4 separate regions of the Mus musculus genome follow, and all the other regions are linked to region 4. A link is a contact called in public HiChIP or PLAC-seq and promoter capture Hi-C data. All regions are on one chromosome and are shown on one strand. The core of a region is the stretch at or near the end of the contact, and the rest is flanking DNA. Distances in the headings are between cores, read along the strand shown.

Region 1 (6,965 bases), core at 970-3,469, 550 kb after region 4:
TGTCCCCCTTGTGTCAGAGCTGTCTAACTCCTCATGAAGATATAGAATATGTTTAACATTATGTTAATTCCAATTCTTTGTTTTTAAACAAGTAGTTTTCTAGAGAAAAGAAAGGTGGCTATATAGGTGCATTAAGGACATCTGTATTGCCTTCGCACAAGCTAAGGCATTCATGTGCTGGGTGGGGTGGGGTGGGGTAAGATAAAGGGAGAGTGAAAGAAAGAAGTATTGAGGAATACTGTTGAAGAGATATAAACCGTGGAAAGAGGAGACCAAAGCCAAAAACATCAACACCTGTGCTCAGGCCAGCCAAAAATATGTATACAGGTCAAAGCGACCTTTAAGGAGCTGCTGTGGTCTGAGCTAAGACTAGAACATGGCTTAATGGTGATTTTATTGTTTTATCTTTATAGAATTGTCCTTTTCTTTCTATAAAACATACAGGCTAAGGGCATGCAAGTAGCCATTTTAAATAAGATGGCTTTCTACTGAGCAGTTCCCATAGCACTAACCTACTCCTGGTCTAAAGCCTGGAAACAGAGAATCAGAACTTAACGTGTTGTTTTAAAACAGAATCGATGTGCCAGGCTACTTACGTGTTAGAATTATGTATACATGTACAGAAATACGGTAACGACAAGATTTCTCTAAGCTATCACACCATGCCTAGCCATGACACCATCTTGGGACTAGCAAGACAGTGGATAAGGGGAGGGTAATGAGGTGGGTATTGGGGGTAGGTACATATATGAGCACAATATAATGGTATACTAGGACATTATTTGAAAGTCACAAAAATACCATTACTTCCACTAGGGGGCAATAGTGTGTTGCAGCACTGTGAATTCCCTCCACCTTGCTCAGCCTGTAGGAGCAACAGGAAAAATGTCAAGAAAAAAAAAATGTCGAGAGTGACATTTTTAGATAGCAAGCTGAGGGCTGGTTTGGGAGTCTTCAGCATTCACAGATCAAATCTGTAAAATTTTCAAGCCACTATCATGCCTACAGTAAGACTTGTTTTAATTTTGTAACAGTGTTTGTGTGTGTACAAGCATGCGTGGAAGCAGAGGTAAGCTCTCAGAGATGTACCATCTCAGATATGTTAACAAATGGCATGTGGCTTTATGAGGGGCCAATATACTTTATGTAAAAAATATAAGAAGTGGTCAATAGTCAGTTGTTCCCATTTAACTGCCAAGAAGTTTTCCTCACAGCAAGGGGTATAGAGTAAAGTATATTCTATGGCAAAATGATGTACAGTTTGCTGGATCCTGTAACTTCACATACGGAAAGAGTCATGTTCAGAGTTGTTGGTGGCCATGGTCCATGAGGTACAAGGTCACCCGTGAATAACACGGCACCGGCTTGCCTTCTTTGAGGAATGCCACAGAGTAAGTGCCAGCTGGCTCTGAAATGGTCCTAAGTATGCAGCCCCACACTGTGAAGACACCCAAAGAGCGCGGTACACATAACTGGCTTCAAGCAGGGACTGCCCCTTTCATCGTACATCTGAGCCAGTCCAGGTGCAATAAACGGACAGACCATCTCAGATGACCTATTAAGATGCACTGTTTTCAGAAATGCTTGTGTCCCACAGGCAGCATACACTGTGGATTCTCCAGGGATTTAGGGAACGCACAGGCAGCCAGGCCTACAGAGGACGGATTGTCACAGGCCTCTGCTGCCCCCTGCTGGCCTAGCTGAGGTCTGACAAAAAGGGAAGAAATGGCCATGGAGAGAAGTTCACCCCAGCCCCTGTGTCTCCCTGGCAGGCTGCTCACTTATGTTGGCTAGATTAAGAGAAGGCATTGTGCTTACAGCTGTGTAAGTTTCTGTTTTGTTTTGTTTGTAGAGGGGCATGCATGGCCCCAAGCTTTCACTGAATATCTACGTAGAGATGAACAGGTATATATGCATACATATGAGTCATACACATTGTACACATGATAGATACAGGAAGATATTCTCTTAGCATGTTTTTGGCCAGGTTCCATGTGCTGAAACAGAGGGTGGTGGGAAAGGGTAAAAGCCACCTCATCAGAACCAGAGGTCAGGAGAAAGACTGAGTCCTGGAAGACACAGGCCATTCAGCTATGGGAGAACAACCTCACAGGAGGAGGGACTGGAGAGACACAGGCCAAGGGGAAAGGAGTCAGAGAACATGGCTTCCTGACCACGCAGGAGGACAGGATGCCACTGAGAACTGACAGAGGAAGGAAGGAGGCAGGGTACCAGCTTCTCCATGGACTGCAGGAAGGCAGAGGAGAGAGCAGCCCAGCTCACAGGGCTGTTCTAGCTGCAGCTGGCTGTCTCTGGCTCCTGCTGCGGCGTCCATCTACAGCAGGGGGTCGACAGTGACTATGTCTGAGATAGGGCCCCCATCTGCTTGTGTGAAAATCCTCCACAGTGTCTGTGTAGTAAACTACTCTGTTATATAGTCCAGGAAGAAGGAAATCTAGCAGTGTGGCATGTGTGCCACAGGACGGGGGGTGGGGTTGGGGGTGGGGGGGAACCTTGGTCTACCACGGAAACAGGGAATGAGAGCAAAGGTCACGAGACCCTGGGCGTACCCTGCTTTAACTTAACCTCTCATTCATCGAGCTAAGAGACAGAGAGTTGAAAACACAAGTACTGCAGCCCCAAGTATGCGGTAGATGTGCAGGCTACCACTAAGTGTGAGAGGTTCTTTCTGCCTCAGCCCCAGAGGCGGCTGCCGACAGGACCCTGGCTTAAGTGAGACGTCTCTGCTATGTTAAACTTTGTTGGTGAAGTGAGGGAAGCTGCTGTATTCGTTTGCTGCTTTATCTTATGGGCTTTTTGAGACAGAGTCTCACCGTGTAGCCTTGGCTGGCCTTGAGCTAGCCCACGGAGATCCATCCCTCTCCCTCCGGAGTGCTAGCGTTAAAGGCGTATGCCGCCACACCTGACATGCTGCTGTGCTTTTCTGCACTCTCACTTTGTGTTACCTTTCAACCACACGGTGGTGGGGGTGTTGTTTTTATACTGAGTCTGCATGAAGAAAAAGGCATGACAACCACAGCGGGTTAGAGATGGTGGGAAGAACTAATAACCATGTATTAAAGACAGTGCTGGGGATGAGAACACATGATTTTCTAAGATCTCGCTACGCCATGCTTGGAGAGAGAAGGACGGCTTTGAGAAAGCAACAGGGATGGAAGTCAGACTCCGAGGATGACTGTGTTAATTGTTCACGCGCAGCGTGGCTGGTGCTTTTAGGCTTTCTGCTTTGAGAAACCCTCAGGAAGATTCGAACTCCAAAACGTCTAGCAGGAGCACATGAAGGTGTCTGGATGACTGAGAGAAACGAATTAAAAAGATGGACCCTCGTACTAGCAGACCTCTATGGTGAAGTTAGGCAAGCCCTGCAGTTAGGCAAGATGAATGGAAAGGTCTTGTTTGCAAGGGAAGCGGCCCCAACCTGATTAAGTCTTACCATTGTCTACAGAAATCCCAAGCACACTTGATATCTTTCTCACACTGAAAACACAGAAAAAGTCACTTCGTTACTGGATGCTTTCCACACCCTCACAAATTGATTCACGGGCTTAACGGTCTCTTGCGGGCGGAACGTCAGAATGTGGGCACTCAACCAATTACATGCACCGAGCGAGAGAGGCAACCGAATCTGACCCGGATGTGCCAGGAGGGACAGCAGAGGGTAGAATAAAATGAACAAAAATACGAGCCAATGTCTGGCCACGGAATCTGCTGCATCCTGCCTGAAGTTTGGGCACTTTGAGACGGGTGCTGTAGTTGATTTGGCCCCACATTCTGCTACCCCCCCACTGCACAGGACTCTCCTCCAAGGAGGGAACTCTTCTTCCTACTTGTTTGGCTCTGGAAGAAAAATCAAGTTGGTGACGCGGTACAGTGTGGCAGGGGCTCTCCCTTCTGAGATGGCTTGGCGGTTACGATGGTTTGGCGTGGGACTTACTGTGGTTAAAAGTGACAGAGTTATCCAGGCTGCCCAGCTGCTGCAATCTGGCATGCATCATTCCTGTTCTGTTACGGGAAACAGGCAATGTCTGAGACTTTCGATCATGACCTATGGGTCCCAACCCCTCCTGGTTCCTGTAACATGAGTGAAATGGGAAAGAAGCAACGTTAGACGCGTTACACCAAGCGAGGCGGGAGAGTTAGTGAAGCTGGAGCGTTGTACATGGGGCAGTCAGGCTACATGCAGCCATGTGGCCAGGGACAGACAGCCAGCAGCTCCAACAGTGCACAGCAAAGCCACTAGGCCTCGAAGCAGCAAGATCGAGCCAAGGCAGAGTCTCTCTCGTTCTGAGAAAGTACATTCATTAGGGATGCAACTTTTCAGAGAACCTCATTCCAGTATGGAGATAACAGTATTCTGACAACTAAGAAAACACTGCAAACCTCCCTGAATTACATGTGGCAAGAGCAGACTATTATGCCAATTGAAAAAAAAAACCAAACCAGTTCACCAAAAGAAGCAGAAGACACACATGCAATGGCAGGGGTTAAATGAATAAGCTGAACACCTATGTCTTACCCAAGCAGGAGGCAGTGTCACACACTTTGTTAAACTTGTCAAGCAGTCAAGTAGAGAAAACAGAAAAGTATCTGGGTTAGCAATCAGATAGCTCACTTCCCTATAGTGTACCGTTGCCAGAGCAGACAGAACCTGACTGGAGAGCAGGATACCTGTCCCCCGTCCCGGAGCCAACCAAGCCCCTCACTGTGTTACTGTGTGTTCAACAGGAACATGCAATGGACGACCGTCAGCTGCATGCTGTGGGGTGACTTTCCAGTGAAGGAGAAGGCACAGTGTTCACACAACTGCGCCGTGCAGGGCAAACACTGACAGTGTTCATGTCATGGTTCATCATCTCGGTCACATGCAGCGGAAACCATGACAATTTTTTATAAAGCAGGACGGATGTTTCCACAGTGCCAGGGACAAAGAAAACACCGCCTCTGACCCTTCTCCCCCCCCCCCCCCCCCCCCGCCCCCAGCCCTTCTTAAACAGCCCACATTCTATGCAAGTGTATACAGGGGCTTACAAAGTGACAAGTTTCCCTCCAAACGTTAAATTTGTATCTACTGTGGGGAGGGAACAAAAGAACTGCTTTACAAAGTATTCTAAAATATTTTGTCAGAGAGGAAACTGTCAGCTTCCCACATTCACCAGCTTGAGCTCAGGCTTTTTATCCTACTCTGCAGAACATTCTCCAGGCGCCTTGCTAAAATGTAACTGGCAGTAACTGCTGAGAAGGCATGGAGCTCTGTGGTGATTAGCAGCTGTACAGCTTGCCCATCATCACAGGGCAGTATGAGAGTGGAAGTAAGACATGTCTACTGGCATAGAGGCGCCTTGTATATACTTGCATTTGTGTACTGGAAACAAACATAAAATCACTGTGGTGATGAAAACTCCAGGTTAAGACTAAGAAACTTAAAAATTACATTTTAGTTAAAACAAAATAAGAGGAAAAGGCAAAGTGATCTCGATAAATTTGTTTCTTTAAAAAAAAAAAAAAGAGGACACAAGCTTTCATTTCATGATGTAAAACATGATCCTGAAAAGTTGTGATCTGTCCCCCCCGGGGGGGGGGGGGGCGGCAGTGCCGGCATCTAAGCCAACCGCACTCAAATACAGTGTCTGCTAATGTCCGTTCTGTTTCACTGCTGTGAACCATAAGAAAACACACTGCAATTAAAACTAAACTTGGCAGACTTTCTTAAAACAAATGTAGCTTACTTATAATCAAACCGTTAAAAACACTAGACGACTAGGATGCTTCTGACCTTCCCCACCCCTCCCCCTTCCCATCCCGACACAGAAGGACACACAGCAGATACACAGGGCGTCAGGGCAAGGACTGGTAATGATAAGATGTTCAGGGAGGAAATGCCCTAGGAATGGACCTGTCTGGGCTTATGTCTGTGAGGAACCTGCAGCTCTCCTGAGACAGAAGGGAGTACAGGCCAGGCCAGGGCAGTGGGGAGGGAGACATAACATTCTAGAGAGACAAGGACACACTGACTGGTCAGAGTAAGAAAACAGAGTTCCATTTTAAAGGCCAGTAAAACTCCATACAAATCTGCGACAGGATAATAACATCCTCTTAATTATTGGGGGGGGGGGGAGAGAGAGAGAGAAGCTAAGTGAGAATCAGCAGGTTTGTTTGGGAGCAGGGACAAGAACTCACTGAGGGAGAAGCATGGAGAAGAGAAAGAGATGTCCAAGAGTGTTAGGATTTGGAAATCAATGAAGAAGGAAGTTAGCAACAGTACAGCCAGTCAGTCTGAGAGGGGACCATGAGACAAAACCAGACAGAACGGGTGTAGTAATGCTGGCGACGGAAACGACCGGACTGGACTCCGTGGTAGCAAGCTAAGGTCGCCAGCACTTGCCAATCACCACAGTCGAGCATTACCACACAGCCTCACAGAAAACGGCCTGGACATTTCACAGGATGGCCCACAGTACCTGGCTATGTATCGCTTCCCCATGTACTGGAACTGGTGCAGGCAGACCCTGCAGACAAATGACAACCATTAGAGAGCGCGCAGATAAAACTGTGCTCAAGCCACTGGTTGAAGCCTATTAGCAATATCGAAAAAAGGTATGGATGGCTAGCTCGTGGCTTTCAGGAATCTTCTAGAAGGTCATTCTCCACCCACAGGAAAGCATTAACACATCAGGGGAGGCCCACGTGTGTGGCCATCAGAATGGTGGTCGTGGATGGATAAACAGAAGAAAAGTAGTCACTCACTCAGGGCGGCCAGACTCGCTCCAGGGCAGCGTGCCTCAGAAGGTAGCAGGCCTTCCACGCCACTGAGAGTTAACCCATCCTCGTATGAGTCTATGCAAGGAACTCTCTCTTTTGGCTCAAGTGTGTGGAGTGGTCCCTTCACTGGCATCAAATATAAAACTCTCTTGCTTTGTTTTAAGTAGAACTACAAAACTGAATCT
Region 2 (6,494 bases), core at 2,174-4,673, 760 kb before region 4:
CAGGGTTTCCTGCTGCTCACTGCTGTGTACATGGACCTGAACAGCTAGCTGACCCACCAGCTTCCAAAGATTCTCCTGTCCTTCCTTGCCGTCTGACCTAGGTTTGTAGATATGCATTGCCACAGCTGGTTTTACACAGGCTCTGGGTATCTGAGCTTAGGACTGTTGCCGTAGCAAAATCCCATAAAATGATATGGTTATGTAATAGAAATCCATCTTCTCATAACTGAATACTGGAGCTCTGAGGGGTAGGTCCAAGGAAGATTTGCATCTGGTGAGGACTCTCCTCCTGGCTTGAAGAATGACATCTTTTCCCCCAAGTCAGAAGAAAAGAAAAAGCCCTTTCCTTGATAGTTTCTTATAAAACCCGAAATGTGTTCAGGAAGATCCCTTCCCTGTGACATCATCTGAACCTAACTTTCCAAGTGCCCATCTCAAAATATCATTCTGCAAGGTTAGCTCGTCAGCATCTAAAGTTTGGGTGGGGAATGTGAACACTTCAGTCCCTAATAAAGTTTTAAGTCAAGAAATATGAAGAATAAGATTTAAAAAAATGTTATTGCTCTGTAGGAGTATTCTGAAGGACCTGAAGAGGGTCAAGGACATATTCCCAGCCAGGGCTGAGGGCACAGGCTGGGAATCCTTGCTACCTTGGAGACTGAGGGTGGAGGAGCACAGACTGAAGGCCTGATTGGGCCACAGAGTGAGATGCCCACACCCTGGAAACATAGTAACATCATTTGTCAAATTGTTAAAAAAAAAAGGGCAATAAAAGACTGGACTACATGTAGCTCAGTGGTGGAGAATTCCCACACTATATGCAAGGCTCTATGTGTGAAGGACATCACAGGTTCACGAAGAAAGGGTGTGGGAGGGAGAGAGAGAAGAACAGGAGGAAGAAGAAACGGAGGGCTGGGAGGAAAAGAGGAAACAAGATGAAAGCAGTGTAAAGAAAAGAAATATGCCCTCAGGGCGCAGCTACTATTTCAAGAGTTAAGGATGTCAGTGAACAGAAGGACATTGGCAGGAAGAAACAAAGTAAAATGTTCTAAATATTCAGGTGGTAAACTCAACAGACTTTGACAATGGATTTCAGGTTACTGTTGGAGAGGGAAGTGAAGAAAAGTGTCAGGCTTTTGGCTCTTATAAATCAGTAAGTGTGACATCGTTTCTTGTGATACCAAATAACCAGCATGTTTGTGTGTGACTTCTTGTCCAACACAGAAATTACGCCAATGACAGACATCCTCTAGTGCAGCTCTGTCACACCAGCCTTTGTAGAGATGCTTTGTGCACATTCTCTTAATTAATGTAGGACACAGACCTAGCCTTCTAAAATGGCAAGATCAGCTCAGGCAAGCTAGCTACACAAGGCTGCATTGTTAGAGGCTTAAAATAGTCTGGGACAACGACCAGTACAGAAGCCTTTTGAACATGAGAGAGGCTGATGTGGGTGAGGCCGGCATAGCTGAAGAAATGGCAGGTGATCTGAGGTCTGTACAGTGTGTAAGGAGGGGAAGCGAACATGGGGTAGAGAGCAGGGAGCTTCATTTAGGAAAATGGCAGACTTAAAGTGGACTATAAAGGCAGGGGCCACATTTAGCAGGACCTTGAAAGTCTGTAATTTGGATTTTATGGAGGGACAGGTTTGAGTGTAAAAGGAACATGACTTTACATGACTTCAGAAAAACCTGTCTGGCAACAGGGAAGACCAGAACCGACGTGCCTTGAGGACCAGAGGCTATCAATTAGCTTTTGTACCATACAGGGAATAGGTCAGGGCTCTGGCCGAGCTGGGAGGAGAACACTAAGAGGCTTAATGTCTCTGGGTGAGAAATGGGCTTGACAGAGACTAAAGTCTAAGTAATAAGATTGTAAAAAATGGGGATTTCGTGTCAAAAGCAGGAGGAGCTGGGGAAGAAGGTAAGTTTGAGATCAACACTCAGGTATGTGTGCATAGGTGTATTAACAGTTTAAAAAGATTTCCACTTGTTTAAATGTAGCTAATTTAACTTTCCAGGAAAAACAAAACAAAACAACAGACTTAACCAAAGCCTATCAAAGATAATATTGACTAGAAATGAAAATCAATATTAGAGATTAAAGTGAAGAGGAGTAAAATAAGATATTCTATTGAAGAAAATTAGTCCACAAGTCACAAGAAATGATGTGTTTTAAGAACACAATTCCAAAATCTAAAAATACCAAAACCATTACATTCTGCCCTGTTACTCCATTCCAGATGCATTCGTTAAACAGTTGCAGAGAGAGAGAGAGAGAGAGAGAGAGAGAGAGAGAGAGAGAGAGAGAGAGAGAGAGAGAGAGGCTCAATCTTTCAGATGAATAGGATCTTTGTTCTTGCCTGTAGTTAGTCACGGGACCTTCATACTTAATTTTTAAGATGCAAAATGTTGTGTTTTGTGGAAGGAAAATGTGTGCTTATTGTGTTTTCTAAATGCCATATGTTTTTGTTTTTGTTTTCAAAGCATGCAGAAATGCTGTTGACTGAGAAGAAGAAAAAAATAACCCTTTCCGTTCTTTTTTTTCTTGCTTTATCTTAGGGAACCTCTGGCATCTGTGGGTCAACCTTTGTAGATTGAAAATGGAGGATGTCCCTTAGGTCAGTGCCATGTGTATTCAGCAGTAAACGCCCTCCAGCAGTCATTGCGGCACTAAAGACAGGATGGGCAACGTATGAGCATTTATCAAATGGCATCTAAGAAGGTTAAGACACAGTTAATCCCCCAGTGGGTGCCAGCCAAGAGCCTCAAAGCTTAATGTAGAGATATCAGTTCTGTCCTTCGGCATCCCCTAATTGAAGTCTCTAGTGCTCTGGAAACTTAGATGGAAAATATATGGGTTCCAGTAAGTAGCCACTGAAATGACAGCTCTCTAGAAAAGCTGTGTGCTGGGGCTTCAAGCATGGTCTGGTCTTCAGTGTGCAATCCAACTTGGCTATAGCCTCCCTCCGTCATGGAAATTGCCTGCAAATGTTTCGTAAGGTATCACTTTGCATGAAAAACACTGAATTGTCTCACAAACGAATGTGTACATCTATGTCAGTATGCTTCCTCAAACGCCCTAAGACTTTAGTTTGGGATCCAATTGGATTTCTTGGCCATCTTAGGAGTTTCGTGATTCCCGGAGTGTTTATGATGCAACTCCCAGCTACGGGCTGGGTGTCTCGAAGCGTATTTGTCTGAGCTACCCCTCTCTGTGCTCTGCCAATTATGTGCCACTTTGTCTCGGAGCTATGACTGCTTTCCTCGGAGAGGGAGATCCCTTTTCCATCAGTATGGACGCACTGTTTTCAGAGCCTGCCAGCGCTGTGTTGCTGTGTCAGTCATCCTATGAGGACCAGTTTCAGACGAGGAGGGCTGACGAGCTGGCCGGGGATTGGTGGGCTGAGCCTGGGCGGGGCCTGTGGGAAGGAAGGGCTGCAGCTCACAGCAACAGAGTTTAGACTGTCTTTGCTTCATCATCTGAAGGTAAAATTTTCCAGCCACGGCCGGCGGCTCGCAGAGTACAATAAACAGGGACGGAGAACTATTTGCATGGACCCCCCTTCCTCATGATGCGGTGGAGAAGCCACGGCCACTCGGTCCTGCCAGATGTTCTTGGGGTTACTGTACATGGGGAAGACGAGCAGAGCTAAACAAGGTAGGAGAAACAACCCCCCCTCCCCAATTTTTTTTTAATGTTTAAAGAGTTTGCTGCAGTATGCTGCATTCCATGTGTGTGCTTAGGGAAGCCAGGGAGACCGATTCCACTAATTCGAACGGAATACTCGCAGGAAACCCTGGAGTTTTACGTAACGTTTGGATTTGAGAACAAGAAACGGCAAAGCTGGAATCTACGCCGCCCGTTTAGGGTGAGGCATTAAAAAAAAAAAAAAAAAACCGAGGTTTTTATTTATTTATTTAAAGGACAGATTTGTTTATTATTATTATCTTTAATTATCTGAAAGATCCAGGCCAGGATTATCTTAAGATAATGGAGGTTTTTTACTGCCAGAGTGGGCTACAGAATAAAGTTTACGTGTTTCCTGTTCTTTGAAAACATACTTGAAATTAAGAATTTAAAAAAAAAATCTGCTTAAATAATCATCGGCTGAACGTTTGGGACGAAAATATGTCTGTTTCTTGGAAATTGGGGGCCACCCTGGTGCTACAGGGCAATGGCTTTAATTGAGTTTCAAAAGCACATTTTAAGCAGCACCAGGGCAGAAGAGGAAGCTTCCTGGCTAGTCTTAGACACTGTGGTTCAATGTTTACATTGCTTTTCCTGGCAGCCTCTGTCTTTGTTTCCAGCTTAAAAGTGGAACCATTATATTCAAAAGTAAGGCTGGGTTAATAATGCTTACTGCAATTATCTGATCTGTATGCATTTTTAATGAGAACACACAGCCAGCAGAATAATTTAATGAGAGCAGGCTAGCTTTTAAAGCTGGGCTCTCACTATGCCCAGCCAGATCAACTTTCTTGCCGAGAAGCAGCGGCTGGAAAGGGTGAAGCAGATTTATTTTTAACACACTTGGCCCAGGAGAAGGGAAGGCTTTCTCTGTGTTAAAGAATTCTTTCTGCCCTTTTCCGTTTTAAATTTCTGCCAGGCTGAGGAAACCGTGTTTTTTTTGTTAGGCCTTGGAAGCATGTGTTTACAATAAATGTGTAACATTTTTAGAATAGTTAGCAAGCACTGAAGCGAAGGGGGGAAAAAAAACTTGCCTAACTGCCACCTCCGTGAATGTTCTAATGTTCTTCAAAAAAGCCTTACTGTCTCTTTAAAAGACAAAGATTAAGTCGGAAAATGTCTATTAGGGCATTTTTATATTTAGGCAGCAACAAGGAACAAAAATTAAATGAGACATTTTATCATCTATGTAAGAGGAAGTTTCTTCCTCTCGTTTGCTCCGTTCTGAGGGAGAGCAGTGCTCATTTAAATAAGGGCAATGCCACGTACCACGGTTTTTACTTTCAAGGAGAAGTGCAGGACACTAGCCCAGAACTCCTGACGTCATCCCCCAACTATTTCTGCTGTGTGTTCTTCTATTCAGCTTGTGGAAAGGAATAGTTCTCTATGTCCAGGCCAGGAACATTCGAACTCCCAGTTGGCAGGACTTGAGTTATGTCTTCCCATTTAAACCCACAGCCCATCCATCCCCCCTCACAGGCCAAATAGGGCAACTTTGCCTACCTGCCTGTCTGCCCAGGTTTTCTGCAGGCTTCTGGCTTGGCTAGAGAAAAGCCATGGCCTGCCTCAGGGAGCCGGATTTCACTTTCTTTCTGGTCTAACTCGCTCTGTGTCGTGGCTCAGTAAGCCTTCCTGTGTGGCCTATCCCAGGGGGTCCCGTCCCAGGGGGTCCTATCCCAGGGGGCCCATTCCCAGCCCCCCTGGAAACTTTACCTAAGGCCCAGGTTATGCTACCAAGTTCAAGGTTGATTGGCTGGTGGGTGACAGCTGCTTTCATAGATACAGCACCGTGTCCTAAGGCAGATGGCTCAAAGGAAATAAAATACACTAGTCCCTGCTGTTAACCCTGTGACACAGGTGGCACTCCTCTTGCACACCCTTGATTGTACGGATCTGGAGAAAGGTTAGTGTTTATTGAGGTTCCTTTTAAAGAAAGAATTTGGGCTAGAGCACACTGCAGTTCCCTGGAGTCCCTACTACCAGCTGGCCCTCCTGCACCACTTACTTAGTGTGGCCTTGAGCAAGTGCCTACCTCAGTTTCTCTTCAGGGACCTAATACTTATTACACTTTCTCTCCTAGAATTCTAGGGACCTGTTTTGTACAAACAACAGTAACAAAAGTTGTTTGTCTCCTGGGACAATTCACTGTGTAAAGTACAAAGGGAAGGGGCCTCTGTGTGGAAACATTGTGGGCAATGTCTTGGGCTGTTTAGATATAAGGCTACAAAATACAAAACCTCCAGTCTCTCCGTTTCTTATAAATTTTCTAAAGATGCCTAAGCCACAAATGAAATTTCCAAGGAAGTCAAGGCATGGTTGTTAGCGTTTCCTCCATCCGTCTCACCTAATGTTCTAGAAGCTGCTGGGCAGGCCAACCTCTGCCAGCAGTGGGCTTCCTAGAGTTGTGCTGGCCTAAGTTTCAGTTCTGACTTCGCGTCTTGTAAGAAATCTATGAGTGTGGCGGAAAGGAGAGCTAAAACCCGGCGGAAGGGAGGAAAAGATGCTTGTGAAATATATTGGTCATGCGGCTCTACTGCTGAACAGCCTGCCTTCACTCTGCTCGTTGTTTTAATTTGCTGTTGCCATGGTGAAAACAAATCAATATCACATGGCTCCCAGCCAGTCCCAAGCTCTGGGAGCGCCATAGAGATCCAAGAGCAGGTACTCTGGATTTCAAGCAGGAATGGGGAGCGGGCGACTTGGATCCTGAGCGCTAGTAAATTCCTCCTGCAGAAGGAGTTGGGTCAGTCTGACACACATTTATCTCTTCCTTTCTTCTTGCATTCTCTTATCAGCAATGAAAA
Region 3 (7,237 bases), core at 4,342-6,841, 530 kb after region 4:
CGCTGGGTGGCCAGTGTGCCCTAGGAGTTCACCGGTCTCTCTCTCCAGCACTGGGAATTGAAGCATGTGTCATCACACTTGGCTTTTTCATGTGGGTTCCAGGCACTGAACCCTGGTCCTAGGGCTTTCAGGGCAAGTGTTTTACTGACTGGCCTATCTCCTCGGTCCTGGGAACGTATCCTGACTGTGTATGTCACAGTGATCATTTCTGGATTGCAGCCTTTTCTGTCTAAAATGAGCACCCACTGTGGAATCTACTCCCAGATACTCTGACATGCAGTGGTGGAGAAGATCCTCTGATGTCAAGCAGGCTCTGCTTTTCACTGACTGACTTCTGAGCCCTGAAATAACAGGACTCTGGGGGGAACTTCTCCAAAGGTCTGTGCTGGGATGAGACCCTACCAGTTCAAGACAGAGGTGAGGCCTGGGTGTGTGAAGTCTGACAGTCTTTATGGACAGTGACTGGTGACCAATGCTGAAGTAACAAACATGGAGAGTGGGAGTCCACCTGGGCACGGCTGGCTTCTGCATGACGTACAGGAGGACAGGCAGTCACATACCTCGAAATCCCTCCGCTTTTCGTAGATGGGGATGATGAGCTTATAGATGTCAGCGATCAGCTCGTAGCGCTCCGCCTTCCAAAGTCCATCCGCACACTGCTCCAGCAGCTCCATCAGCACATCCTGATCAAAGAGGAAGGGCCGGCCGGGATTACTATGGAGAACCTGCCATTGCATTCCTTGTGGGATGTGCCCCCCAAAGGCTGCTTGCGGTGGAATTCATGATGCACGACTCTTGAGCACTAACTTCATGACTGTAACAACTCCCTACACCATGTTCCTTAAGGGGCTTTCTCCCCACATCATGCTTACATACGAGAACTAAACAGGTAAACTAGCTGGGGCCCAGGTGGCCCAGCAGTTGGGAGCACTCACTACCCTGGAAAGGGACCCAGGTCCGGTTCTCAGCACCCACACTGGACAGCTCACAATGGTCTATACCTGTTGCTCTGGGGACTCGGATCCCTTTTTTGGCCTCTGTGGGCACTGTATACATGTGATACACATACGTTCACACAGACAAAACACTCATATACATAAAACTTTTAAAGAAGGTATAGGAGGTTGACACTGTTATAGAAAGATTCTCCTTTCTGATGAACAAACTCTGACAGCGTTGAGAGACATCGAACAGTACTAAGGACGACTTCAACTCCAACTGAACGCCTTGAAGTTATCCAGGGATGGTGTATGGTGGGACTTAAGCCTGTTTCCTCAACATCCTTCTCTCCTTCCTTTGGAAATGACCTCCTATGGGAGTGTGGAGCTTTCTATGGAGCTCTTGGAGTTTGGAGGTAACACTGTCTATGGCTTAATCGTACTAATCATCTTTTCCTTAGCCACAGCCACGGGCTCATCACGGTGCTGTGGCAGTCAGTTTTAGGCTCCCAACTTGGAATGCTCGGATGGAAAAGGTGGACACGGGAGAGGTAGCTTAGAGCCTACTGGGGCCATGGAAAGGGACTGAAGAGCCTGCTTCTGCCCCAACCAACAACAGCATTGCTAAAGGCTTGCACTCAATAAGGTAAACCTATTTGTCCCTTCTCTCGACCTGGAACTGGTTCTTTGTGAATCTCACATCATGCAGCCCAATTCCACTCATCTCCCCATCCCTTTGTATCTGCCCTCCACCCTTGTAACCTCCCCCTCAAAGAGAATAAACAGTGTGTCCAACAGTATACCCTTTTGTTCATACATCTTTACTTGCAAATGTTCGTTGCAGTGAGTCATTGGTCTGGCTTCTCCTACACTATCAATTACTAGATCCTCACCGGGACTCTTCTTATACACTGTTGTTGCCCTGTGTTATGGAGATCTTGCAGCTTTGGATCAGCAGATCAGATCCAAAGCTGGGCCCCTTCAAGTGCCGCAGCATTCATAGATGGGTCAAATCAGAGCCCTGGATCTGGGGCTAGGTGGTAGCTGAGTTGGTCAGCCTGCCAGCTCTCCCACACCCACACCACCTGGGTGAGCTCTCCAACAATGGCCCAGCTAGCTCACCCAATGCTGCATCTGGCAAGGGGCAGGGCCAGCTCTCCTGCTCTTCTGCCCCAGGGGCTGGCTCATCCTCACCTTTGCCACCTGTAGTCAGTTGTACTGTGCTTCCCAGTTGAGGTGCAGAGCCCATCTCCCAAATGCTGCAGCCAGCAAGGGGCAGGGCCAACTCTCATGCGCTCATGACCTAGGGGCCAGCTCTCCTACCTGCTACAGGTGGTGAGGGGACAGGGGAGGTTCCTTTTTTATTTTTTTTTTTATTATTATTGTTTTGAAACAGCTCATGTATCCCAGGTTGGACTCATCCGCTTTTATACGGGTGGAAGAGTGAACACAGGGTTTCACACATACCAGACAAGCACTGTATCAATGGAGCCACATGCCTCACCCATGCGCCTTCCTCCTTCCTCATTTTTTACTAGTTCTTCCAGAATTTCATACAATGTTTCCCAAATGTAGACTAATGTTCATCACAGGTCCAATGCCCATCGTTTATGGAGCCAAAGAAAATATCATTTTAATTAGCCTGTCAGATGATACTGTGCAATCAAGCCCACTTAACTCCTGTGCTGTATTTATGGCACACATCATAAAAATTGTCATTTGTGGGACTGAACTCTGCACCACCAGTGCCTATAAAAAGGTATGACAGTTGTCTTGGGCTTTATTGTAGTGCTCATTAAAGGCAGATGTACACAGTAACCACCGCAACAGATGCAGAGAACCCAGGGAACTTTTCATAGCCATCCTGTCTCCGTTGCATTTACGTTATAAAGATCTCTGTCCTGCTTTTATTTCTAGTCTTTTCTAATGGACAGTCTAGCTCACCAAATGCACCTATTATTTCTTCATGTTCCACTGCTTATTAAAAAAAAAGCTAGACGAGAATGCATAAAAATAAGGCTTGTATAATTTCATGGTCACACTGACGTCGTCACTGTGAACAGAATGAGTTTGGGCAGATCAGAAGGAATAGGACCCGCTCCCCAGGATGCCATGGAATCTGTAGGTTCTGTATGTTAATTCATAAGCCAGTTAAAGCATCTCACATTTCAATGACTACCTTCTACTTTGTATTAATTTTTGCTTAAAAGGATCTTTTTACTACCAGGATGCATATTCTTTCACAGTCCCTGACATACATAGTCAGTAACCAAGCAGCTCTGAGAAGCAGGTTTATATTTTCCTCAGTGATGTTGGCAATACCAGGTGCCGGTAACTCCTTTGTGTGAGAGGTGTTGATGAGATTTATCAAAGCCTTGCATTTCCACAGATCTTAGGTCAGGCCCACCATGCATATTTCCCAAGCACTGCATCTCGCTGTTGCCATGGAAGCGCAGAGGGGACTGAAGGAGTCTAAGGAAACCGTTTCCCAAGGGGACTGGCTTTATTTTCAAAATACTCTACAGTGTATCCATTTGGGCCCTGCATTCATTCAGGTTTACCACGAATCTAAACTTTCAGTGAAGAAGTACAGCTGGCTTTTCTAGTTGCCACGGTCACACCGTGGAGACAGAGGATGACCGCGCCTATTTATTGTGGATCGTAAAAGAACACTAGGTACCTTTAATTCTGTTGCCTTAGCAATTATAGCATAATAAAAATCAGAAGTAAATTATGTTTGTTTTTATCAGGTGCAAAGGAAACTCCAAAAGGCAGTTCATATATCCAGAGATGAGTTCAACCTGGGCTATAGGTGCAGTGCTGACAGTCAGGTAAAAGCCAGCATCCCCAGGCCTGTGAAGCCGAGTCCCCTCTACTAACAGGAGTCATTTCCCTTAGCCCTGGTGGACAGACAGACAGACAGCTACGTGTGGCTGCACATCAGTGCTGCCTCCAGGCTCCCTCAGCATCACCAGTACCTGTTACACACTTGAAGTCCAGTCTCTGGCTGTCCTTATGCCCACCTACTGTCTTACTCAAAGTTCTCTAGAATTCTCTCAGGATCTCAGGTCTCTCCCTCTTTCCGCTGTTCTTTCCCACTTCTCAGCCCTGGCCACTGGTCATGTTCAGCCCACATCTTTCTCTCTCTGCTCTGGACTCTTCCAGATGCCTCTGGCCCCTCTCCACCCCTCTCTCATGTTCCCAGTTTCTCTACTGCACCTTCTTGAACACAGTTCTGAACCCATACAGACCCAGCATGTCTTGAATTCATCATCTTCCAGCATCTTCCTCCCAAGTGCTGGGATTACAGACGCATGCCGCAATGTTAAGAATCTACAACGATTCTGATATGATATTACAAGAAAATTTTCTCAAGGAGTTAAAAAAGTTGGAAGTGATTTTAAAAAGTTTCCATTCGGCCACTCCCCTGCCCCAGACATTTTAATCAAGCTCTTACTGTGGTGGAAGGGAGCGTGCTCGACACCAGGGATACAAAACCAAATCTACTCAAGTCAGGTCTTTGTCACCGGTAACTGCTCAGCCGATTTCTACCAAGTATGGGGAGTGCATTTTCAGTGGTGTTGTGCTTGAAGGCTCGGTCTGGATGGTAGGGGAATTTTAGGAGTTGGGGCATGGATGGGGAATGTGGGTCGCTAGGGAGAAGTTATGCTGGTAAACTGTGGTATGTTGTTGGTAACTAATTGAAAGCAGACTTTGGGAGTGAGGAGGGCTTGTCTTAGTCTCAAGTGTGTCTAGGGGAGGCTCCCCACCCCTACCCCGTGTCAGGGAGAAACGAGAAGAGCAAACAGCTATGGGATTAAAAATCTTGCATCCTTGAGAACAGCCACAAGCTAACCTGCTCCCAACAGAATGCCTGGGGTGGAAAAGAGAGGCTGGAATCTTTGTGGAGAGGAAGCTCTGCTCGGCCTGGAAACCTCTCAGCCAGGCACCCAGCGCGATGGAGGAGGGGGCATGGTTCCAGCGTGGGGCAGGGGATGGTTCCAGTGGGGGGCGGGGGATGGTTCCAGCGGGGCTTCCTTGGCCACTTCTGCTGGATGTCGCAGTGGCCTGATTCTCTCCCCACTGGCTATTCAAATTGTTTTTGCGGGACGTTCTAAGTGTTAAATATGTTAATATAATATAAAATGTATAATATACAGATATATTCTATCTATCTGGTGTCTGCTTCTTGCTATTTATCCTTTTATTCCTGCCACAAAGAAACAAGAAACACCCTCCCTACCCCCTGCACTCATTCAAAACCCAAAGCACTAATGCCACACGTTCTTTCCTCACGGAACACTAAGGATGCATCTTTGAAGCCCTGTGGGGACTGTCTGGTCCCTGGCCCTCGAACACCCTCTCTCTCTCATTCCCACCCACCATCGGGTGAACATTCTGCACCTCACATCCTTCTGCTGTGATGATTTGACCTCACTTTGACCCCGAAACAATGGAGCCCTTAGACCACACACTGATGCCTCTGCGCTGGTCAGTCAATCTCTCCTCCTTGTGAATGGTTTCCTCTCAGGCGTTTGCCATAGAGACAATAAAAGCTCAGGAATACAGACGGGTCTTGTTCAGCCGTGTGGTGGTGGGGTGGGGCGCATAAGGGAATACGCAAGCATTCTTAGCAGGCAGAACTGACACACTGGAGACTCAGAACCACCAGCTGGTAGAGATGTGTCACAGAACAGCAAATCCTGCTCTGTGTAGGAGACAGAACTGGTAGCGAGTTCTTGCAAGATGTCAGTAAGCAAACTCAGTAAAGAACTCACAGTTCATCAGGAACTCAGAAAAGTGGCATCCACTCAAATATGAGGGGAAGGGAAGACAGGCACACATAAGCTTAGAGTCCATCGGGAAGAAAAAAATGGAAAAAAATGCCTCTCTCTACCAGACAGCCCTGTAGGCACAGCTGTGGGGCATTTTCTTGATTAATGTTCAATGTGGAATGGCCCAGCCCATTGTAAGTGGTACCCCCAGGGCAGGTGGCCCCCAGGGCAGGTGGTCCTAGAGTATACCCCAAGAGCAGGCAGAGCAAGCCAACAAAGCAGCATCCCTCCATTGCTCCTTGCCCTAGAGACATGCTTGTTCTTGCCTCCAGGTTTCTGCCCTGCTTGAGTCCCTGCCTTGACTTCTCTCAGTGAAGGAAGTCAAGCCCTTTTCTTCCCAAGCTGCTTTTGGTCACAGTGTTTTTTCCCAGCAACAGAAACCCTAACTAAGACACATGATTTGTGAAGAACTGGCACATAGTTTGATGGGCTAGAGAACCCGCACCCGGTATCCGGGCGTGAGGAGCTCCCTCAAGGGAGACGCAGGATTAAACATACCACAGTGGCAGACTCAAAGTTTTCCACATGTAAGAAATTAGTCATCTAGTGAAGATAATTTCTAAAAAAGGTATCTTTTAAAAATGATTCACACCGGGCGTGGTGGCTCACGCCTTTAATCCCAGCACTCGGGAGGCAGAGGCAGGTGGATTTCTGAGTTTGAGGCCAGCCTGGTCTACAGAGTGAGTTCCAAGACAGCCAGGGCTACACAGAGAAACCCTGTCTCGAAAAAACAAAAAAGATTCACTTACATCTGCTCGTCTGTATGTCTTCCATGTGCAAGCACGGATTGAGAAGATTAAAAGAGATGCCCTGGAGCTGAGTTACAGGCAGTGTGGGTACTGGGGACTGAACCTGGGTCCTCCAGAGGAGCAGAAAGTGTTCTTAACCACTGAGTCCCAGGTGACCTGCCCTGGGGATGGGGGGACCACTTACGAGGGGCTGGGCCCTTCCACATTGAGCATTAGTCAAGAAAATTCCCCACACGCATGCCTATTGGACTGTCTGGTAGGGATTTAAATACAATTTTACTCTGTCTTAGACAACCTAGAAAATGAGGTGGTTTAAAAAAACAGAGCCTGAATTCAAATAGTTTATGATGTATCATAGGATGTAGGTAGTTAAATTCATTAGAGGAAAATCTGTTACGTGTGCACAGAAAGATGTCACATTCAACTGGAGCCTCCCCAGGGTGGCTAGGAATGGCAAGGTTTGATAAAATCAACAGAAATATCGTCACCAAAACACATTCACTGCCGTCACAAACTAGGGAAGAGTGTGTGAGCCACATTTACACCCTGAGGAACATTGGTTCACCCCCCTTTCTTGGTCAGGATCCATAGCCTATCAGCCCAAATGTATTTCTTACTGTAAAAAAAATGGTGATATATGCTACGATAAGCAGGATTACTGTAGGTTTTATCAAAAACAAACTAAAAGCAAACAGAGCAAACCTACGGCTTAGTG
Region 4 (6,548 bases), core at 606-3,105:
TCAAGTCAGTTGAACCAAACACTAAATGTAGAAAAAGGGGATCTTCGGTGAGGGTGGACTGGGGAAATGTTATGGTTTGCCTTTTTGGTACTATATTGCTTTAGTCATGGGACACAGCACATGTCTGCCAACACAGTCCCCGGACCAACCAAAATACATCACCCGGAATGTTTGAAACAGACCGATACAGAATCCGAACTGGGACAAGATTCCCAGGCGATTCCACAGCATCAGAGGTTGTTAGTAAAGCCAGGCTGCACACTGGGAATAACCTGTAATAACTTTAAACCCATCCATGTCATGTCCCAACCTCAGAAATCAGTCTGGCCACTGTCTTCTTATCCTGTGAAGAGACTCTGAACCTGTGGTCGGTTCCCCATTATAGCGGTTCTTAAGGTGTGATAATTGCTTGAATTTGCTTTCCTTTACTGGGCCTGGTGGTTCAGACCGAAATCCTAATGCTTAAGAGGTAGAGGCACGAGGACCAGTCTGGGCTACATGAGGAGACTTTCTGGGGAGGAGTGGGAGAGGAATTTAAAATCGAGTGCTGCTGCTCTTGGTGGCAGTTTGACCACTACACTTAAGAAAATTACTGGCTGAAAATAGCTCACCCATACTTGTAAAGCCACACACAGTTTGGCCACAGAGCTAGCTTCCAACCCACCCATGATTCTCTCTAGCAAATCGCCCAAGGCCTGTCTGGTTCCCCAGAGGCCAGAGGGATTTTGCAGCATGCAAGAAACAGCCCCAACCCTCCGCAGACTGCTTTTGACTCCCATGACTTACAGGTGCCCCTCTCTGATAATCAAGCTTTCATGTCTTCAGCCTCCCTCCCTAGCCACAGAGACAATTTCACTTGGTTAAGTTCAGTTGTAGCTCCGTTGTAGTTGCGACTGAGGTCAGTGAACTCCTCCAGGGTGGAAAATGACCGGAATCTGAGCCAAATTGGCTCTAGGGGCGGGTCCACACTAGCCTCTGGATCCGGCAGAACAAGGCTTTCCTGTGTTCCATACGGTCAGTGGCCCAAGATCTTTCCCAGACAGAGACAGGGAAGAAGGACGAAGGAAAAATGGCACCTAGTGGGTGGGGATAGTGATTGAAAGTCACCTAGTATCGTGGGCCTTCTGATCATGAATCTTCCGACTATATCACCAAGTTCTGGGGGAAAAAAAAACGGAATCAAATAACTGCAAGTCATTCTAAATCTCGCCACACTAAGCAGGGCATTCTGCTGTCCCTGGTCGGAGAGAGGTGGGGTTGGGCACTGTCCTGGGATTCGCTCAGGTGGTGGGCACTGAGCCCGAGCAGCATCAGAGGTGGCACCTGTGTCTCTGGCATTGAATACCGCGCCGCTTAGGGTGGTGCCGGAAGCCTGCGCTAGTGGCCTGGAAGGGGTGGGGGGCGGAATTCGTGGGTCTTTGTAAAACGCTTTCCACGTGATGTCGTAGTTCTCTGTCAGGCTTCCAAAGGCGACCTGCGGAGTCAGTGCCACGAATCTCCCTCCGGGCCTCCGCATCCCGCTGGACACCAGCGACTAGCGCTCGCGTCTCCGCGGTGGCGCTTCTTCCCGCTCTTGGCTTGGTGGTGCAGCTCAGACACCAGCTCTTGCCACACGCCCAAGTAAGGCACAGCTCCAGGGTGGCGTGGCCCTGCCCACGGTCCACCTTTCTGCGCACCTGCCTCCGGGGCGGGGCGGAGCGGGGCGGGGCCGCTGTGCGGGCGCAGGTCACGGCTCGGACGCTGGAGGGGGCTGTGGCTCTCCGCCGTCCCCAGGCTGTGCCCAGGCTCCCCCTGCCGAGGGCTCGGCCCAGGCCCTGGGAGGGGCAGTGGTGGCCCTCATTTCCCGCTCAACAGCCTCGGAGGCGGCTGGTCCCGGCGCGGGCGCAGCGGCTGCGGGGAGCGGGGAGCCCGGAGAAGGTGCGGGGCGGGGACGCGGCCACCGCCCGCTCTGCGCCGCTCCTCCCCACGCGAGTGGCGCTCGGGCCGGGCGTCGAGGCGGCCGCGGCGACCCGGAGCTCGCTCCCCACCCACCCCGCCTGCTCCGCCCTCCCCTCCGCCCCGCGCCACCTTTGATGGCTCGGACCTCGGCCGGCCGCCGCCTGCCTAGCTCGCGCGCCCGCCGCCCGCGGGGACCCCTCGCTCGCCGCCGCCGCGCCCTCGCCAGCCTTGCAGCCCGCAGCCCGCAGCCCGGACCCGGAGCCACCGAGGTAGGAGGCGTGCGGCGAACAATGACCGCGGCGGGAGGGCGGCCGCCTGGGTGGACCGGGCCGCGGCGGCAACTTGTGCGAGTCCCCGCGCTCGCGGCCCTGGGCGCCGGCCGAGCTGGCTGCGGAGTCCACGGGAACGGTCCTTTTTGTAGCCGGCGGCCGCAGGCCCCGCAACAATAGCAGAAGCCACGGTTCCTCGGGCACCGGTGGAGCTCACCTCCGCGGACCTGGGCTGCGGGGCTCTGAGCTCGTGGGTTCTCCCCAGCTTGGCTTCCTCTCCTTGGGCGCCCCTCCCCCGCTTCCTCCCATCCCACCCTGCCGGGTGACAGCGCCCCCGACGCCTCTTCCGGACCTCAGGCTGCAATCTCGGCTCTGGAGGTCCGTCTCCCGGCAGCACGGGTGCCGCCGTGCCGCCGGGTCACTGCATCTCGCCCACGGGCGGCGAGAACCTCCCGGTGGGTGACAAAGAGGAACACGCCCTCTTAAGTTAGATCTTGTTTCTCTTTACTCTCTGCCTTATGGAGGGGGAAGTTTCCCCCTCCCTTTTTAAAGCACAGGATATATATTATTATTTTTGTGTGGGGGGACGGGGAGTTCAGAACTTCTGATTGTGATTTTTTACGATTTAAGTTCGGAAAACTTTAGCCTTGTGATCCATCCGGACCCCGGTGAGTCTTAGACCTAGGGGTCGTGGAGGAGTACCAGATTCCTTGTTGGGACCCGGAAACCACGGCTGGCAGGGATTTTCTAGAGTCCCCCTAGAAAATAGGGAGGTAGGGCTCACAAAGGAACGAGGTTTGAGACGTGCTGGTGAAGATGTGGGAGCGAATAACTGCCTCTCATCTGGAACAGTTTACCAGGCTCAGCTTCTCCTCCCCTCCCCGGCTCCGGCTCCGGAGTTCAGTGGCCTCCGGCTGTTTCATTTATTTTTGTTTCAGCCTTCCTCCGTGCTAGTTTACCGCGTTTGACAACCTTAAACCTGGCCCCTGCCCATGGTTTACCCTCCAGACTTCCAATCCCTCCCTTAGTAGGCAGCGTTTTCTGACCATAACCTCGACCCAACGATGGGCCATGTTTAATGTGCTTTGCACGTGGGGACTTGGCCAAGCCCACTTCAGAACATTCCCCTAGCGTTGTCTTACTTCTCTTTTTCTATCTGAACAAGGAATGGAGAAAGAGGGGGAAAGCCTTTTGGATTATGAAAGCTTTAGTTGAGGAGTTGCCTTTAAAAATTGGTTTGGTGTTTTGAAAGCTAAGGTGGGGCCCTTTTCAAATCCCTGTCGTCTTTCCCCTCAGCCCCACATTTCTTGCTGGCATCTTAGCCTCAGCTTTTCAGGTGGGTGGGTCTCTGAAAATGCACGTCTTCCGTGGGTCTGGCATCCACACAGCCCACTTTATATTCCTGCAGCATCGGTCTGCAGCAAGACACTAATATTGGACCTTCTCCAAGCACAACGAAACGTTTGTGTTTTTAGTATGTCTGGCTAATAGCTCTGCTTCTGGGTAAAATAAATAGAAGCATTATTGGGCAGTGACTGGTCTACTGGGGGAGTCGGTGGAGTAGATAGTGAGCAGATGTCTGCCAAACCCACAGGAAGCTAGAAATACTTGGTCATCGATGAGGTAACTACCTTCTCATGGTGTGTGTGGGGGTGGGGGTGTGTGCAGAACTGTAGTGTGCTCCTCTGACTTGGGATATGCTGTTAAGATTTAGGAGTTCTGTAAGTTGGAATCCTTCTGAAGTTAGATATACGATGTAAACATCCCCCTCTGCACCCCACTTCCTTCTGTGATAGGATCTTAGAGTGTATCCCTGATTGGTCTCACTGGAGATCTTCCTGTCTCAGTTACCCCGAATGCCAGGATTATAGATAGGTGTGCATATCATGTCTATTTTTAGTGTACTTTTCTATACTGATATTCTCTTATTGGGTGTCAATACTAGGATATTCTTTTGGGACAGTTTTTTGTCTTGTTTTTCATCACATTATCCAAGAGACAATATTTAAAGATGAAGCTTTTCAATATTAAAAGTAATATTGAAAAGGACAAGGAGGTATGGGGCCACATAATCCTAGTGTCCTGGAGGCAGAAGGAGGGGGCTCATAAATTCAAGGCCAGCCTTAATTCCAATCTCAATAACAGAAAGGAGGGGGTGCGGGGAAGAAAGCCTAGTCGTTAAATTCACTTGGGAAAATGAGTGGATGTTGGAGAACTCTAGATAGGAAAAAGAAAACCTGAATTTTTGCGTGCTGGTTTTACTTTGGAGAACTAGCCTGGTAATACTCGGAGAGGATCAAGAAGATTGTGACTCTGTAGACTTAGTGTTTCCCTGGCATGATGCACTGGCCATCTTAAACCAATCTTTTTTGTCTGACTTTGCTTGCTGCAGACAGTGGTTTAGCACTTTTGAGAACTCCTCTCTAAAAGAAGATGCTACAGTGCAGAGAGGCCTCCACAGCCCTGTGTCAGAGTCCTGGGAGTCCTTTCTTGCAGGACCTCAGTAGACTGTAGGTCTTCTGGCTGTGTTGGTACTTCCTGTGGTTTGGTACTTTTGATGAAAAGGAGCTGTAAGCTTACTTAGCGGAGTGTTCATCCTGTGTTCTGTCCCTAGCCTCCCAATAAACCAGGCGTGGTGGCTCCTGCCTGTAATACTGGTCCTCTGGAGGTGGAGGATCAGGTGTTCAAGGTCACCTTTGGTTATACGTGCATAATGAATTTGAGGCCAGCTGGGATTACACACACACACACAGAGAGAGAGAGAGAGAGAGAGAGAGAGAGAGAGAGAGATATCTCCCAGTAGATTCTTGAACATAAGTGGTTGAACTGCTTTTCCTTGCCCTTTAATGGCTGACATTTACGCTGTGGCATTACTAGATTGTAGTCCTCTAGCCCTCTGAGACACAGGTTTGACTGTAACCCTCGTTAACCACTTCCATGTGGCCAAGGTAAGAGCCAGATGGTTTCCATTAAGATGACTGGAAATGCCAACTTCTCTAGCCACTTATGGCGATTACTGCTTTTGTTTTTAAATCAAAAAGCCCCCTGGGGGAGGAATGATCATTTCAATGAGAAGAAGCGGACTTTTAGTGGAGATAGCCTTCCCTGTTTGAGTCAGTAGACACTGTTATGGAAGGGATGCTTCGAACAAAGTATATGATTGATACATTGTTTAAATACGGTTTTCTGAGCTTGCTACTTGTGAAATAAAGGAAGGACCAGCCATGACATTGGGTGCATGCTCATGAAATTTCAGTGGTGTTTGGATTCTGCTGTGGTATAGAAATTACAGACTGCAAGGTTTGGAATTAATGTGTGATTCATCATTTACATAGAATTTTATGTGCTAACCTGTCACTTGTGCATACATTAAAACAAAAATGCCACAGGCCCAACTAGGTCGCCTTTAATGAACTCTGCCATATATCAATAAACCCTGTATAGCAGTAGTCACTTTGTTTATCCTGAAGACTTTTGGAGAAATGCTTCTCATAAAGGTGACTTATTATCAACCTCAGAGGAAGACTCAGAAGTCAGAAGTCCTTTCAGCTTTTCCTTCTCATTCATTATTTCCAGAGCTAGGCTAGTGCCTGGAACATAGCAAGCCCTTGGTAAATATTTGTTGAATGAATAAACATGCCTAGCTTTTAATGCTCTTTTAAATTAGTCCCTGGATTTTTTTTTCTTTACTTTTTTCTTTTTTTTTTTTCTTTTTCTTTTTTTAAAATGGGACACTTGACCTTAGCATGGATAGGTTGCAGTTCTGGGAGTATGAGAATTTGGTATTTGACTTTATATTCACTCCATTGTAATTGAGCATTTTGGTCCTTAAAACTGGCTGATGTGCGAAAGGCACACTCATTTTTTTTTTTTTTACATGTACATAAAAGTGATGGAATGAAAACATGGGGACAATAAGACTTACCTGTGGCCCACCACCTCTTACATCAAATAATTGTGTTAATATTTTGGCACTCTTTAAACCCACTCTTTCATCCAGTTGCTTCTCCAACTGGAATGGATGCTCCCTCCAGTTCTTGCCCACATAAGGCAGCTGTGCTCTGCACTGCTTGTACACAGAGGCTTCTCGGATTGTTTTCCTTCCTGACAGCACTGCCTCCTGGACTTCCTATAGCACATCTGTCCACAGTCCTCCCTTTTCTTATAGGACCTGGGTTGTGATACCAAGATGTGGTATCGAGATCTATCTTGGGCCACCAGGTTGTCTGTGAGTTTGGTGTTCATGAACGGAGCTCCTAAGGACATCTGTAGAAAGGTGTCTGTGTGGAAGTGTGTTTTCACCGTTTCTGCTGAGCTCGGGAGGTGTTGAAGTGTCATCTG

What was found. Promoter capture Hi-C pulls out the DNA fragments that hold promoters and counts their contacts. HiChIP or PLAC-seq counts read pairs in DNA pulled down with a chosen protein or histone mark.
Region 1: a promoter capture Hi-C map of liver shows a contact between it and region 4, with 5 times the contacts expected there. The contact joins the enhancer-like site here to the promoter of Farp1 in region 4. A contact is called at or near these places in 8 of 39 promoter capture datasets (the 3T3-L1 cell line, cranial neural crest, embryonic stem cells and 4 more), 5 of 484 Hi-C or Micro-C datasets (the N1E-115 cell line, Sertoli cells, adipose-derived mesenchymal stem cells and 2 more) and 4 of 115 datasets of contacts at active chromatin or transcription factors (T-cell acute lymphoblastic leukemia, embryonic forebrain, embryonic limb bud and 1 more).
Region 2: a promoter capture Hi-C map of cranial neural crest shows a contact between it and region 4. The contact joins the promoter of Mbnl2 here to the promoter of Farp1 in region 4. A contact is called at or near these places in 2 of 39 promoter capture datasets (cranial neural crest and liver).
Region 3: a contact with region 4 is called in an H3K4me3 HiChIP or PLAC-seq map of forebrain, with 4 times the contacts expected there. The contact joins the enhancer-like site here to the promoter of Farp1 in region 4. A contact is called at or near these places in 7 of 39 promoter capture datasets (the 3T3-L1 cell line, 3T3-L1-derived adipocytes, cranial neural crest and 3 more), 1 of 484 Hi-C or Micro-C datasets (adipose-derived mesenchymal stem cells) and 4 of 115 datasets of contacts at active chromatin or transcription factors (T-cell acute lymphoblastic leukemia, embryonic limb bud, forebrain and 1 more).

Annotation. Positions count from the first base shown.
Region 1 is chr14:121,587,857-121,594,821 of GRCm38.p6, forward strand. It overlaps Dock9 (dedicator of cytokinesis 9), which reads right to left. Exons shown (of 54, transcript NM_001081039.1): 37 at 6,480-6,527; 38 at 3,956-4,092. Among named protein-coding and RNA genes, the nearest start is that of Slc15a1, 86 kb to the left of the region's middle. Within about 2 kb of position 2,220, at least 44 of the 459 cell types and tissues checked have an H3K27ac peak or open chromatin away from gene starts, as enhancers often do. A contact at or near this core is called in liver, where this site is marked.
Region 2 is chr14:120,272,246-120,278,739 of GRCm38.p6, forward strand. It overlaps Mbnl2 (muscleblind like splicing factor 2), which reads left to right and starts at 3,424. Exons shown (of 8, transcript NM_207515.2): 1 at 3,424-3,660. All of the region lies in intron 2 of Gm52122 (a long non-coding RNA gene), which reads right to left.
Region 3 is chr14:121,561,495-121,568,731 of GRCm38.p6, forward strand. It overlaps Dock9 (dedicator of cytokinesis 9), which reads right to left. Exons shown (of 54, transcript NM_001081039.1): 47 at 561-683. Among named protein-coding and RNA genes, the nearest start is that of Slc15a1, 60 kb to the left of the region's middle. Within about 2 kb of position 5,592, at least 53 of the 459 cell types and tissues checked have an H3K27ac peak or open chromatin away from gene starts, as enhancers often do. A contact at or near this core is called in embryonic limb bud and forebrain, where this site is marked.
Region 4 is chr14:121,033,719-121,040,266 of GRCm38.p6, forward strand. It overlaps Farp1 (FERM, RhoGEF (Arhgef) and pleckstrin domain protein 1 (chondrocyte-derived)), which reads left to right and starts at 1,856. Exons shown (of 27, transcript NM_134082.3): 1 at 1,856-2,207.